2 separate regions of the Rattus norvegicus genome follow, and region 2 is linked to region 1. A link is a contact called in public Hi-C data. All regions are on one chromosome and are shown on one strand. The core of a region is the stretch at or near the end of the contact, and the rest is flanking DNA. Distances in the headings are between cores, read along the strand shown. Region 1 holds the start of Wbp1l (WW domain binding protein 1-like). Region 2 overlaps Wbp1l (WW domain binding protein 1-like).

Region 1 (6,192 bases), core at 1,710-4,209:
GGGCTGGACTTGGTCAGCCGTAACATACTCAAATTCACCTGTTATCTGTTATCTTCTTGTGCATTTTGGAACTAAAAATACTTTTTACATTTCTTAGTGGGTTATAAAAAAGAAAAAAACTAGAATATGTGATAGGCACTGTATATGCAGCATGTAGACTTTAACATGTTTCCCCTACCCCACAATTGTGACTTAAAAGTGTGTACTAAGCCCGTGGTGCACTTCTTTAATTCCAGCACTTGGGGAGCAGAGGCAGGTGGATCTTCATGAGTTTGAGTCTACCCTGCTCTACATAGCACATTCCAGCCCTGCCTCAAAGGGGAAAAATGTATCCCAGAGTCAGTCACCTGAAGCTGTTGTGAAAATAGGTGGAAAGGCTTATCCGTAACCAGCTCCTGGCTCTGTAGGTCGGAGGTGGAACCTGAGGAGGTAACGCTGCTGGGATCCATCCGACACCACGTGGTTGAACTAAAGGAGACTGCATGCTAAGACCCCAGCTGCGATTTAGCCCCACACCCACTTAAAAAGGAAAATGGAACTCAGAAACCATGAAATTGTTTTCTTTTCTTTTCTTTTTTTTTTTGGTTCTTTTTTTCAGAGCTGGGGACCGAACCCAGGGCCTTGCGCTTCCTAGGCAAGCGCTCTACCACTGAGCTAAATCCCCAACCCCCCCCCCTTTTTTTTTTTTTAAATTTCTTTTTTTCGGAGCTGGGGACCGAACCCAGGGCCTTGCGCTTCCTAGGCAAGCGCTCTACCACTGAGCTAAATCCCCAACCCCCCCCCCTTTTTTTTTTTTAAATTTCTTTTTTTCGGAGCTGGGGACAGAACCCAGGGCCTTGCGCTTCCTAGGCAAGCGCTCTACCACTGAGCCAAATCCCCAACCCCTAATTGTTTTCTTTTTGATGGAGTCCAGGCTAGCCTCTCATTGCCTCACTCCGGATTCATGAGTGCTGAGATTACAGCTGTGCATCTCTGTGCCCAGCCAAATCCAGCCCTTTATTTATTTATTTATTTATTTATTTATTTATTTATTTTTTTGGTTCTTTTTTTCGGAGCTGGGGACCGAACCCAGGGCCTTGCGCTTCCTAGGTAAGCGCAAATCCAGCCCTTTAAATCGTGTGATTTAGTAACTTTCAGGCCAGTCACACCGTGGTACTCCTGTAATCTGGACACTTAGCCTATCCCTCCTAGGAAACCCAAGGACATCAGCATCCACACCCCACCTTCCTCCCGCCCCTCAGCCATTACCGTCTTCAGATTTGTCTGCTTTCCACATTTGTTGTCAGATCACACTGTGGGCCTTTTGTCTCTGGCTTCTCTTGCTAAGTGTGTTTGCAGGGTTCTTTAAGAACGTTATAACTAACATGGAAAACACGATGCTGGCTGGTAGTTGCCAGAAAAGTCTGTTCGTTTTTCAGCCAGGCTTTTAAAGATGGGAAACTTGACTTTGGCTTTTCCCTTCCAAAAACAAACCGGAAAAGAAACATCAGAACCTGGGAAGTTTTTCCTCACTGTGTTCTCTGTAAAGAACAGCTTTTGCTTAGCTTTCTCTATCGGAGACATGTCTGTCCTCACAGGATTATTTTTGCTTTTGTTTTCTGAGGCAGGTTATTTTTAATGTAGCCCTGGCTGTTCTGGAGCTCACTCTGTAGACCAGGGTGACTTCAAACTCAGTTGTCATCTTTTGGAATAGTCTAGAGTATGTCAAGTTTAGAGTATGTCAAGGTTAGGAGGACTTTGAGATGATTTGATTTTCTTTTGAGGTTCCAGCATGGAACCCAAGGTCCTCTTTCTGTTAGGTAAGTGTTCTACCTTTGAGCCCTGCCATCCCCAGTCCAGTCATTTTCTAACACCTCTGCCTTCTTTGAATTGGCCTGTGGGATGTTGAAAGGCAGTTAGAATGAACAGTAGGGCTTTGTATGGGAACTACTAACTCGTAACTGTGAGGGCAGCCTGAGTTACATAGTTCTTGGCTTGCATGGACAACATGGGGAGACCCTATATCAAAAAGCTAACCTAATACATCCTGTGAATAATTGGAGCCTAATCTTTTCTTTCTTCTTCCCTCTCTTCCTCCCTGTATCTCTTCCCATTCTCCGTTCCTTATGGCAAATACTGGGGTCTGAATTCAGGGCCTTGCCCATGCAAGCCATTTTACCAGAGTGATGCATCCTCCTGCCCAGTTGGCCAAGTATTCTCAAAGGTGAAGCTCCTACATAGTGATGTGTGGGTCTTTGCGACTCGTGGATGGGATTTGAGGGGTTGGGGGTGGGGAAATGGTGCATAGGGAAGACTTTTTCATTTAGCCGGAAGATAACCTGGCTGAAGCAATGATTGGTGGGTATCAGAGCTGTTTCTGAGTAAGATTATAAGGGTTTTGTCCTTGAAACTCGGGGTGTCAGAACACCTTAATAGGGGACGCAAATGAACCTAAGCAGCTGCTTGGGTAGCGAGCTTGGAGAGGGGATCCTGATAATAGGGCGTTCTGTACTTTAATACAAAAAGCACCAAAGGTTTATAGACTGCAATTGTTTTACTCTTTGGAAGTACGCTTTAGAACCAGCATACCTCACTACTTCTTTTTTTCTTTTACCTCCCCTTAACTGTGGGAACATAACACTTCCGCCACACTCAAAATGGCTGAATACGGTCAACTTTCTCAATGCATCCGGGTGGTCGTGTCCCTGGCTCCTGTTACTTCCGCCACTCTCTGCGGGGCGGGCGCTCTGCACTTTTAGACATCTCGCAGCATTCAAGATGGCCCGGCTTCCTCCCACTTTTCATTGGCCAAATCACCTAGCACGAGGGGGGCTGGGACTGATATTTGACACACAGCTATTTTGGCCAATGGACGGAAAGTAGAAACCAATGAGGCGCGGGAGTTGGAGACCCTCCTCTGCATCTGGGAGGGCATTTTCCCCGGGGCGGGGTGGAGCCGAGCCGGAAGCGGGAGGGGAGAGCGAAACAGGAAAAGAAGGGAAGAAGGAAGCAGAGGGAAGAAGAGAGGGAGGAGGAGGGGTGGCGGCGCCGTGGCGGAGGAGCAGGAGCAGGAGGGGGATGGAGAGGAGAAGGCTCCTGGGTGGCATGGCGCTCCTGCTCCTCCAGGCGCTGCCCAGCCCCCTGTCAGTGAGGGCTGAGCCCCCGCAGGTAAGGGAGGGCGTCTGGGCTAGCTTGGGGGGGGGGGTCCGGGGAGGTCGAGGCCTGGCTGGAGGGGGGTCTTAAAGAGGTTTGTTTGCAGAGAGTTGAGTGTTTTCGGGAGGGAAGCCCATGGCTAACGTGGGCAGGGTGAAGGGGTTTGGGGGGGTGGCGGTGTTGGTGTTTAGCCGAGGGACACCTGTGATGAGTTGGATGTCAAGAAGATGGCAGAGGCAATGGTGCCAGGCGACTTGGGGGTCCTTTGAGAGGGTAGGTATGGTAGGTGCTCTGAAGGACCCTTTCTGGATATCGATGCACACTGTGTGCTTGTGGGCCTTATTTCTTCTCCGCAGTAGAGTCAGGAGCCAGAGACTGTGTGCACACCGATCACAGGTTACTGAACTGGCCCCAGAGGGAGGAGAGCCCAGCAGGATATTTATTTCAGACTGGACAAAGGAGAAGTTCTGAGGGCATCCTAGCTCCTTTTATTTATTTATTTTTAATTTTTTAATTTTAATGCTGTAAGGCATAGCACGTTGGTGGCCTGTTGTTGGAGGTAAGGTTCTTGGAAGATAGGAGAGATGAAGTAGAGTGGAACCTCTCAGGAGGAGGGGCACATCTGAGCTGTGAGAAGGCCGTGCTGTTAGGCTGGCTGTCCTGGGAAGAAGTCACTGTTGCTGATACGAGCTGATCAGGGCTTTTGAGCAAAGAGTGGTTCCGAAGCCAATATCGGCAGCAAGTGGAGCGCCCTAGCTTTTCTTGCTGGGTGGCTTGGTCTTTCCTGGTCCAAGCCGGAGAAGCTCGCTTGTGCTGATTCTAGCTTGGGCTGGTGTTTCGAAACCCTAATTGAAGCGTTAGTCTTGGTGCCAGATTGGGTGGGGTGCTGTAGGGGGAATCACCCCTCCCCTGTTAAGTTTGGCAAAGCTTCTATCGTTTTTGGGTTCTTCCCTTTCTTCCCATCATTGTCTGTTTTTCAGAAAAGCATTCACAGGCACAGACACAGCACAGGGACAGTCTATACAGCACTTCACGTCACGCAGAAGAGCAGAAATTGCTAGCAGAACTTTTACCTTTCCTCCTAGAGCTTAAGGGTGGCCCTTTCACACACCAATCTTATTTTGCTCCTGAGTATCCTCTTCCTAAAACAAACAAACAAAAAACCAACAGAACAAAACCTGAAAATAATTGAGTTTTGTTTTGTTTGAGACAAGTTCTTGCAATGTAGGTCAGGCTGGGCTTGAACTCAAGATCTTCTTCCTTCAGCCACCCAAGCTCTGGGATTTGGAGGATTTTTAAGTGCCTTGAAGTTCACATACCAAAATCAACAGTTTTAAAGTGAATCACTGTGGCATTCGGTGTTGTGCAACCACCACCCTATCTACTTCCAAAACAGTTGAATCATCCCAAAGAATGGTCCCTCTTAACCAGTTACTCCCTGTTTCCACCCCTCCCACACACCTCCCCCTGCCCCCCAACCCTGACCCTTGACAACTAGTGAGTCTGCCTGTGTCTGTGTGGATTTACCTGTCCTGCACATCCTGCGTAACGGCATGGCTGTAGCATGTGTGGCGTCGTTCATATTCTGTCATGTGTTTAAGGTTCATCTGCATCGTGACCAAATAATATTCCCCTTAATGTATATGCTACAATTTATCATCCTATCTGTCACTGTATCTTTTTTTTTTTTTTTTTTTTTTTTTTGGTTCTTTTTTTCGGAGCTGGGGACCGAACCCAGGGCCTTGCGCTTCCTAGGCAAGCACTCTACCACTGAGCTAAATCCCCAGCCCCTGTGTCACTGTATCTTAACAGGGCAGGGGGATGTAATATCTGGGAAATAGGATGTGAACGAATGAGTTGGTTTTATGACCTTTCATGTATTCCTTCTTAGGGACGAAACCCTTTAGTTTTTGCCCTTGTCTGGGTTCTTAGTTAAAGCCATAAGGTACCAGGAGAAATACATTTGTCTCCTAGAGAAGTTACAGCTCTCAGGACTGGCAAGGTTAAACGTAGGTGTTGACAGAACAGAATACAGAATGAAGATGCTTTTCTGTTTCTGTGGACCTCTCTGAGGGCTGACCCTATAGCCCTTCCATCACCTTGTTAGGGGGCTTGATTTAGGAGGGTGGAACCTTTGGGGGTGGGCTGGTTGCTAGTAGGAACCAGACCCACTTCTTTCAGGAAGAGGATTGGAAAATGGTCCTGCAGCCTGGGGGCGGTGAGGGTCTTCAGTGTAAGGCTCTGCTTACAGCTCATCAATCATGGACTGTTTTCTTACCATAGTTCTGGTACTTCCAATGCTTATTTTGGGGACAGGGTAGCTTTTGTACCTCGTTCTGTTTGGTTGGGTGCTAGTACTTGACCACAGCTGTTGTCTGGTTACATACAGTTCCTGCAAAGAGGGAAAGTTTGCGTTATGAGCTGCCCACTGCTCCCTGGCCTCTCCCTACGTCACCCCGACACCCTTTACACTCTCATGACACCCGTACCCTCCGAGTCCTCCGGTCCAATCAATCATACCAGATCGCTATGGTGAAATTTGTGTTTTGTTTTTTAACCTTTGGAATGGAAATAGCAATATAATTATTAACTTTGAATCTACCGTAGCTTGGTCAATTTAGGTTTTTTTGTTGGGGTTTTGGTTCCTACAGATCAGAAAGGGAACAGATGCAGAGAACGCCTGTCAGGGAGCAGCCTCAGGCCTTTAGTTCTATAGTGCCCAGATCACTAAGGTGGCACCTTGCATTCTGTGTAGAAAGTGGTGTGGGTACCTTGCTGTGTCTCCCTCCCTGAAATGAATCTGTCAAATACCATCTAATTTCTGTTTATTTACTTATTATTTTTTTTTTTGTTTTGTTTTGCAGGGATCTATCTGTTTTGGAGGGAGGGGGTGTGGGGGGGTGTAGTTTAGACAGGGTCTTGTTAGCCATGCTCCTGGTTAGAACTCAATATATTGACCAGGCTGACCTTGAACTCCCTGTGATCCTCCTGCATCAGCTTGTAAGTGCTGGGACTACAGGTGTATACCACCATGCACATTTATTGTACATGAACATTTAA
Region 2 (6,192 bases), core at 1,636-4,135, 47 kb after region 1:
CAGGGCCCTGAGACCCCCACCAGTCCTCCATGTACAGAAGCAGGAGGAGGGTACGGAACTGCTATTTCAGCCAGGTCGGGGCTGAGAAACTGATTAGGGAACACCGAGTGCCAAGCAGGTGGACTGGATGTGTTTAAATGTGTTTAAATGCAGATAACCACAGGGTTCAAATTCTCCCTCCCACCCCTTGTCAAAACAAAAGGCGATGTCAGGCTGCCAAAAAGCCACAGAGCTCCGGTTTGTTTTTCTGGGGCTGGGCCCAGCTGGCATCGCTTATGGAAAGTTGTGGAGTTGCTGATGGTCCCATCTCAGATTGACAGGGCCTCCTGGGTCGTGGGGGAGAGCAGACAGACTCAGTCAGTAGACACCAGAATTGGGTCACTGAAGCCAGAGCCAAGAGTTAGGCCAGTGGCAAGGACTGGGGAAGCAAATGGCGGGGAGATTGTCTGAGAAGAGGAGCTTCTGCTTCCTCACCTTCCTGTTACAGCCAGCTGGAGAAGGGAGGAGGCCCAAACTCACATCATACAAGGCTCAGGCTTCCTGAGCTCTGGGGGAGAGGGAGACACACAGACTGAGACGTTTGGAGGTACCCAGTGCGTGTCTTTGTGTCCCCCTCAGGAAATCCCTCTATAAGAAGTGTGTTGGAGGGGACTTGAGGATTGGAATGAGCTGTGAAGTTCTTAGCAAACTACACTTGCTGGTTTATTTTTTTCTTTTGGTTTTAGTTGTTTTTTAAAGACACATTCTTCGTATATAGTTTGATCTGAAAATTGCAGTGTAGCCCAGGCTGGCCATGAGCTCTAAATTCTGCTACCTCTGCCTCCCAAGAGCTGAAAAATACACTTCTCGTGGTTTTTCCCTCTAACCGCCTTTCAGTTTTGCCAGCAATGCAAAAGTAACTGGCTTTGCGTGGTTTCCCATCTCCTGCCCCCCTTTCTTTGGAGAAAGAACCAAGCCAGGGATCATTGGCAGGGTTAGCCTTCATTTCACAAGAAAGGCCCTGGGGGAAATGCTGTTCCCACTAGCCCTTTTACCTGTACTGAACTAAATTTACCTGTGACCCTCGGACTGACCTATGCACAGTGTACAGACCCACAGGCACACGCTGACCTTGAGTTCTCCTCAGCAAGTTTTCAGTGTGCTGTAACTTGAACCAGTCCCTGGGCCTGTGCGAGGTGAGACCGGATGCTCCTGTTTACCAGGGCAGTAGCTGAGACCAAGAAACCTGCCTCTGTGCCTGGAGTCACCATTCTGTCAGTCATTCAGCAAAGCCAATTCCTCCAGTCTTAGACCTCAGTGCCTTAGCAGAGACCGATTTAAACACAGATTTCCAGGCTCTGCTCCCTTCAGGGCTGAGATAGACCTGAGCGTTTGCAGTTCCGGCAAGCTCTTAATCGATGCCATGGCCTCTTCTGTTTCAGAATCGGCACGAGGGTGCAGTTCCTCCATCGGGCAGCGATCAGGCAGAGAGGAGATGCAGTGTGAGCTCGCAGGCATGCAAGCATGGAGTGTACGTTCAGAGGATAGGATTCACTCTCAGACAGGAGACTGCTGTTAGCTATGGCCCCGTAGCGAAGAGCTACTATCCGGAGACTACAGGGCACCCTGAGAGAGTTGGGGTAGAGGATGTTTTGTGGCTGGCTAAGTAGGGTCTTCTGTACCTGCCAGCTGCTGGTGTCATCCACACCTTAAGAACACTCTGTTGTTTGTAGCTAAGACGTAGTAGAGTGGCCTGCATCTCCCTGCTTGGGGGCTCTGAGGCTAAGCTGGAAGGAGGTGGGGCTTCCGTGCATGTCTAACTTCCCCGAAACAGAGGGAGCAAGGAGACCCCAGAAATCCAGGGGTACCAAAAAGCCTGCGGTCGGGGTTCCCAATTCTTGTCTGAGGCTCTTTTTCTTTCTCCAGACCGCATTTCCCAGGGAGAAGTCATAGTTGGATTTTCTGTCCCTGAGATAATCTGGAGGAACTTTACTCAAGCGTCAGGTTTCCCTGGTTTGAGTTTCAGCTGAGAGGAAAGGCCACAGTGGGATTTCGAGAGATGACGTGAAAGAGATGTAGCCAATCCACTGAACGCCAACCACTGATACTTATCCACTTTGTTATTTTAATTACGATTTGAGACACTGCCCATACTTACGGGACACTCTGCGATTGATGTTTCAACACGCTTGAGTCTTAGCTCTTGAGCACACTGGCTGGCAGGACGCCTCCTTCCAAGTCCTTGTTGAGCACAGCTCCCTAGTGTTCCAAGCCCCTGGACGGGGGCAGCATAGTCAGCCAGGCAGCTAGTGTCAGTGGACACAGCATCTTGTTCATGGCAAGGGCTCAATAAATAGGAGTTGCCTGATTTCTTTTTCCACAGAATTTTGCCAAGAGCAGAACCTAGAGGCAGACTTTGGACTTGTTCCTAATCCATGTTGTTTTTAGAGGAGGGGTCAAAGGAGGGTTTCAAGGAAATCCGTCCCATCTGTGCTTATGCCTGTAAGAGCACCAGCTATAACAATAAGCCTGAGATGGCACAGTGACACAGTGACACGGGCACGGTGGGGAGCGGCGGGGAGTGTCCCACTTGTGTGTTAATTTGGGTGAGACCATCGTTCTCCCCATTTTACACACAAGGGGAGTAGAAACAGAATCCCAAAGATCACGGGTTTTCTGGACTTTGAACCTGTGTAGCTGTGGTCACCCTACAGGACTGTCAGTTGCCCGATAGTTCAGACAAGACACTGTAACCCTGTGGGAATATTCATTTTCCAAATTCAGGGATTCTTAAGCACTCAGGAGATCCTGATAAGAACTGTCAGGGCCAAGGGAGTCACCCTAGAGTATGAGAAGAAGGGGAGTTAGTTCTCCAGTGTGAGCCGCTCACTGGTGGGGAATTTCCTGCCAGCTGAGAAGTGCGTTTTCCCAAGTCTGTCCCAAACTCTAGGGCACATGACTCAGTTCCTACACGGGACTGTGATTGTTTTTAAAAACATGCTCTCCATTTCGTTTAGCATGACAAATGCTCCACACAGCAAGGTCATAACTTGGGCGGGAGGTGGGAGGGGGCCATATAGATTGGTGTGTGTTTGGGGAACATAGGGTAGAGAATTGCCCCAAGTTTGAGGTCAGCCACAGTTGTATAGCAACCCCAGTTGTATAGCAACCCTTGTCTCAAAAACAATAGCAATAAAACCTACCTCTGTATTTCTGAAATCTAGCTAAAATATTAAAATTTAGTCCAACCCCACTGGGACTAATCTAACATCCCACCCCTGCATGCAGTTAATTTACAGCCTTTCCTAATGTGATTCTCAGGACAGTCTAGTTTGTATAACCCACATCGGACTGTGCTCTGTCTGCCTTCCCACCAGATGGGACCAGCTTGTCCATTTTTCTGTCCCTAGATTGACACCCAATGTGCTACAAGACCTTGTGCTTTCCCTTGTGTGGATCCACACAGGTAACTCTCCTGTGGTCATATATTTGAAACTGAGAGGCGCTTACCCAGTTTGAGACAAGTGTGACATCACACAGCAGGTGCAGGGCAGAGATAGTTTTCCTTCTCATAACATCAAGCGGGAAAAGGTGGGCCAAGGCACGAGTGTCTCATGGGTAGCGCGTGTGTCCCAGCATGCACCGGGCCCTGGATTCTGCTGCCTGCCGCTCTTCCTCATTTTTCCATTCTGTGGTTTTCGAAAAATAGGAAGCCTTTCAGTGAAGCGGACCTCAGTCTTGCTTTAGATCAAGACTATCCTTTAGATTGATCTCTCCTGAGGTCAAGGAGGTGGTTCAGCTGATAACTGCTGGTCCAGGACTGTCCTGGTCCACTAAGTTGTCCTCGGACCTTATACATGTATTGTGAGTGAGCCCAGAATAGGCAAAAGTGAGATTGGGTTCTTTTAAAGGATTCCTGATAAATCCTTAGAGCTCACATGGAAAACCCTGTAGCACTGTGTGGCAGCCGGCTTTGCCGCAGGAACAAACATGTCCCAAATCCTAGTGGCTGAAACCAACAGGGTTCTTTCTCACTCTTGCTGTGTGTCTATTGAAGGTGGAATGGGGGCTCTGTTCCCACCTGGGCATGTCTTACAGCGTAGAGCCAGGAATGACTGGAATACCAATGGGGGCTGATGGAGGGTTTTATACAAGAAGCGTTCCTGTCTCTAAATGACACACTGCTCATAGTTTCTGTCAATAGGTAGATTTAGTCAGCCTCCCCCAAGCGCGTAGAGGCCAGGAAGCTCAGGCCTACCCATGCACCCAAAGCAAGAGAATCAGGAATTTTTGGTGAACAGGAAAAGCATTTCCCTTGTCTGTCATGACAGGTTTCCCTAGATAGCCCAGGTTGACCCTGAACTGGAGATCTTGCCTCAATCCTGCAGGCGTGCGTCACATACCTTGCTGGGATTTTCTTTACTTAACAGTTACGTTTAAAGCAAAAGCTGACACTGATGCCTCTGATGTCACATATTGTAAGCACAGAAAATGTAGAGAATGAGGAAATACTGGGGAAGTGACTCGAGGGAAAAAAAAATAACCTCAGTGTCGGTTTTTCTAGAGAGAGAGAGAACGAATATACTTCCAATGTTGAGCTGTGAGGTGGGGGTGAGATGAGGGGAGCAGAGCGCTCACTTAACATTTATGATGTACCAGGTTCAGTCCCCGGGGGCAGAATGATGGCCTAGAGAGATTGCTTGGCCGCTAAGAACACCGTCTGCTCTTGCAGTACTGGGGTTGAGGTCACAGCAGTAACTCAACTCCAGGGCATCCAGTACCACCATGTAAGTCAGTGACCTGACTCACGAGGTAAAGGTGCAAGGCTCCGAGACTGGAGGCCAAGAACTGACACCCCAAAGTTGTTCCCCAACCCCCACGAGCCACACACACTTGCATGCACGCCAGTGTGCCCATAGACACACAGAATCTACACACCTCCGTCAATGTATCTATATTTACATAATAATTTAAAGACCCAGATGTAATCCTAGTATCTGGGATATGGAGACAGAACTCTGGCCAACTTGGGCTACATGAGACCCTCTCTCAAAACAAAAACAACAATAAACAGACAAAGAACAAAAATACCTCTTCTCCTTCAATAGCAGCTCAACCTTAGAATTACTTATCAGATAGATGCGTTTTTTGAGGAAAAAAAAAAGGGGTTGGGGATTTAGCTCAAGTGGTAGAGCGCTTGCCTAGCAACCGCAAGGCCCTGGGTTCGGTCCCCAGCTCCGAAAAAAAAAGAAAAGAAAAAAAAAAAAAAAAAACCAGGATCAGAAAACTGTGCTTCAGCCAGGGCAGCTTCCAGATGTCCCCCCTCACTCCCCTGCCCCCCTTATTTTTGTTCATAGAGCCTCTATTTTATTCCCTCACTTCTTTTCTAGGTTTGTGGTGCTAGGGATCTAGAAGTCACCTGACCCATGAGTTCTACCTCTAAACTACACTCCAGCCCCTATATGGCCGGCTTTAGAAAAGATGTGTTTTTATTATTTCTCTCTCTCTCTCTCTCTCTCTCTCTCTCTCTCTCTCTCTGTGTGTGTGTGTGTGTGTGTGTGTGTGTGTTCGTTCGTGGTTATGTGCACATGAGTGTGGATTCTCCTGGAGCTAGAATTACAGGCAGTCGTGGAGTTACATGCTATGTGGGTCCTGGGAACTGAACTTGGGTCTTTTAAAAGAGCAGCAAGCGGGGTTGGGGATTTAGCTCAGTGGTAGAGCGCTTACCTAGGAAGCGCAAGGCCCTGGGTTCGGTCCCCAGCTCCGAAAAAAAGAACCAAAAAAAAAAAAAAAAAAAAGAGCAGCAAGCACTTTTAACTCCTGGATTCTCACTCTAGCACAACTGCCACCGCCATCTCCAGCATCTCACTATGTATCCCAGGCTAGTTTCTTGGATGCTTGAATTATAGGTATGCACGAGCACACATACACACACAGACACACACACACACACACACAGACACACACACACACACACACACAGAGGCTACTATTTTAAATTTATCATTTGAAAAAAGAAAAACAACTGGGAGGTGGTGGTCCACACCTTTATCCTAGCAACCAGGAGGCAAAGGCAGCTGAGTCTCTGAATTCGAGGGCAGCCTGGTGTGCAGAGTGAGTTCCAGGACAGCCAGGGCTATACAGGGAAACCAAAGAAAAGAGAAAAGAAAAGGCCAGTAAAACTAAAACTGATTTTTTTTTCTAGTTTCATAA

The links. A called contact is a pair of places that touch in the nucleus more often than the background predicts.
Region 2: a contact with region 1 is called in a Hi-C map of the A7r5 cell line, with 2.1 times the contacts expected there. The contact joins the enhancer-like site here to the promoter of Wbp1l in region 1. A contact is called at or near these places in 11 of 12 Hi-C or Micro-C datasets (the A7r5 cell line, Schwann cells, frontal cortex and 6 more).

What each region holds. Positions count from the first base shown.
Region 1 is chr1:255,410,746-255,416,937 of GRCr8, forward strand. It overlaps Wbp1l (WW domain binding protein 1-like), which reads left to right and starts at 2,960. Exons shown (of 4, transcript NM_001127484.1): 1 at 2,960-3,147. The coding sequence starts at 3,058.
Region 2 is chr1:255,457,451-255,463,642 of GRCr8, forward strand. All of the region lies in intron 2 of Wbp1l (WW domain binding protein 1-like), which reads left to right. Among named protein-coding and RNA genes, the nearest start is that of Cyp17a1, 24 kb to the right of the region's middle. Within about 2 kb of position 2,886, at least 6 of the 93 cell types and tissues checked have an H3K27ac peak or open chromatin away from gene starts, as enhancers often do. A contact at or near this core is called in the A7r5 cell line, where this site is marked.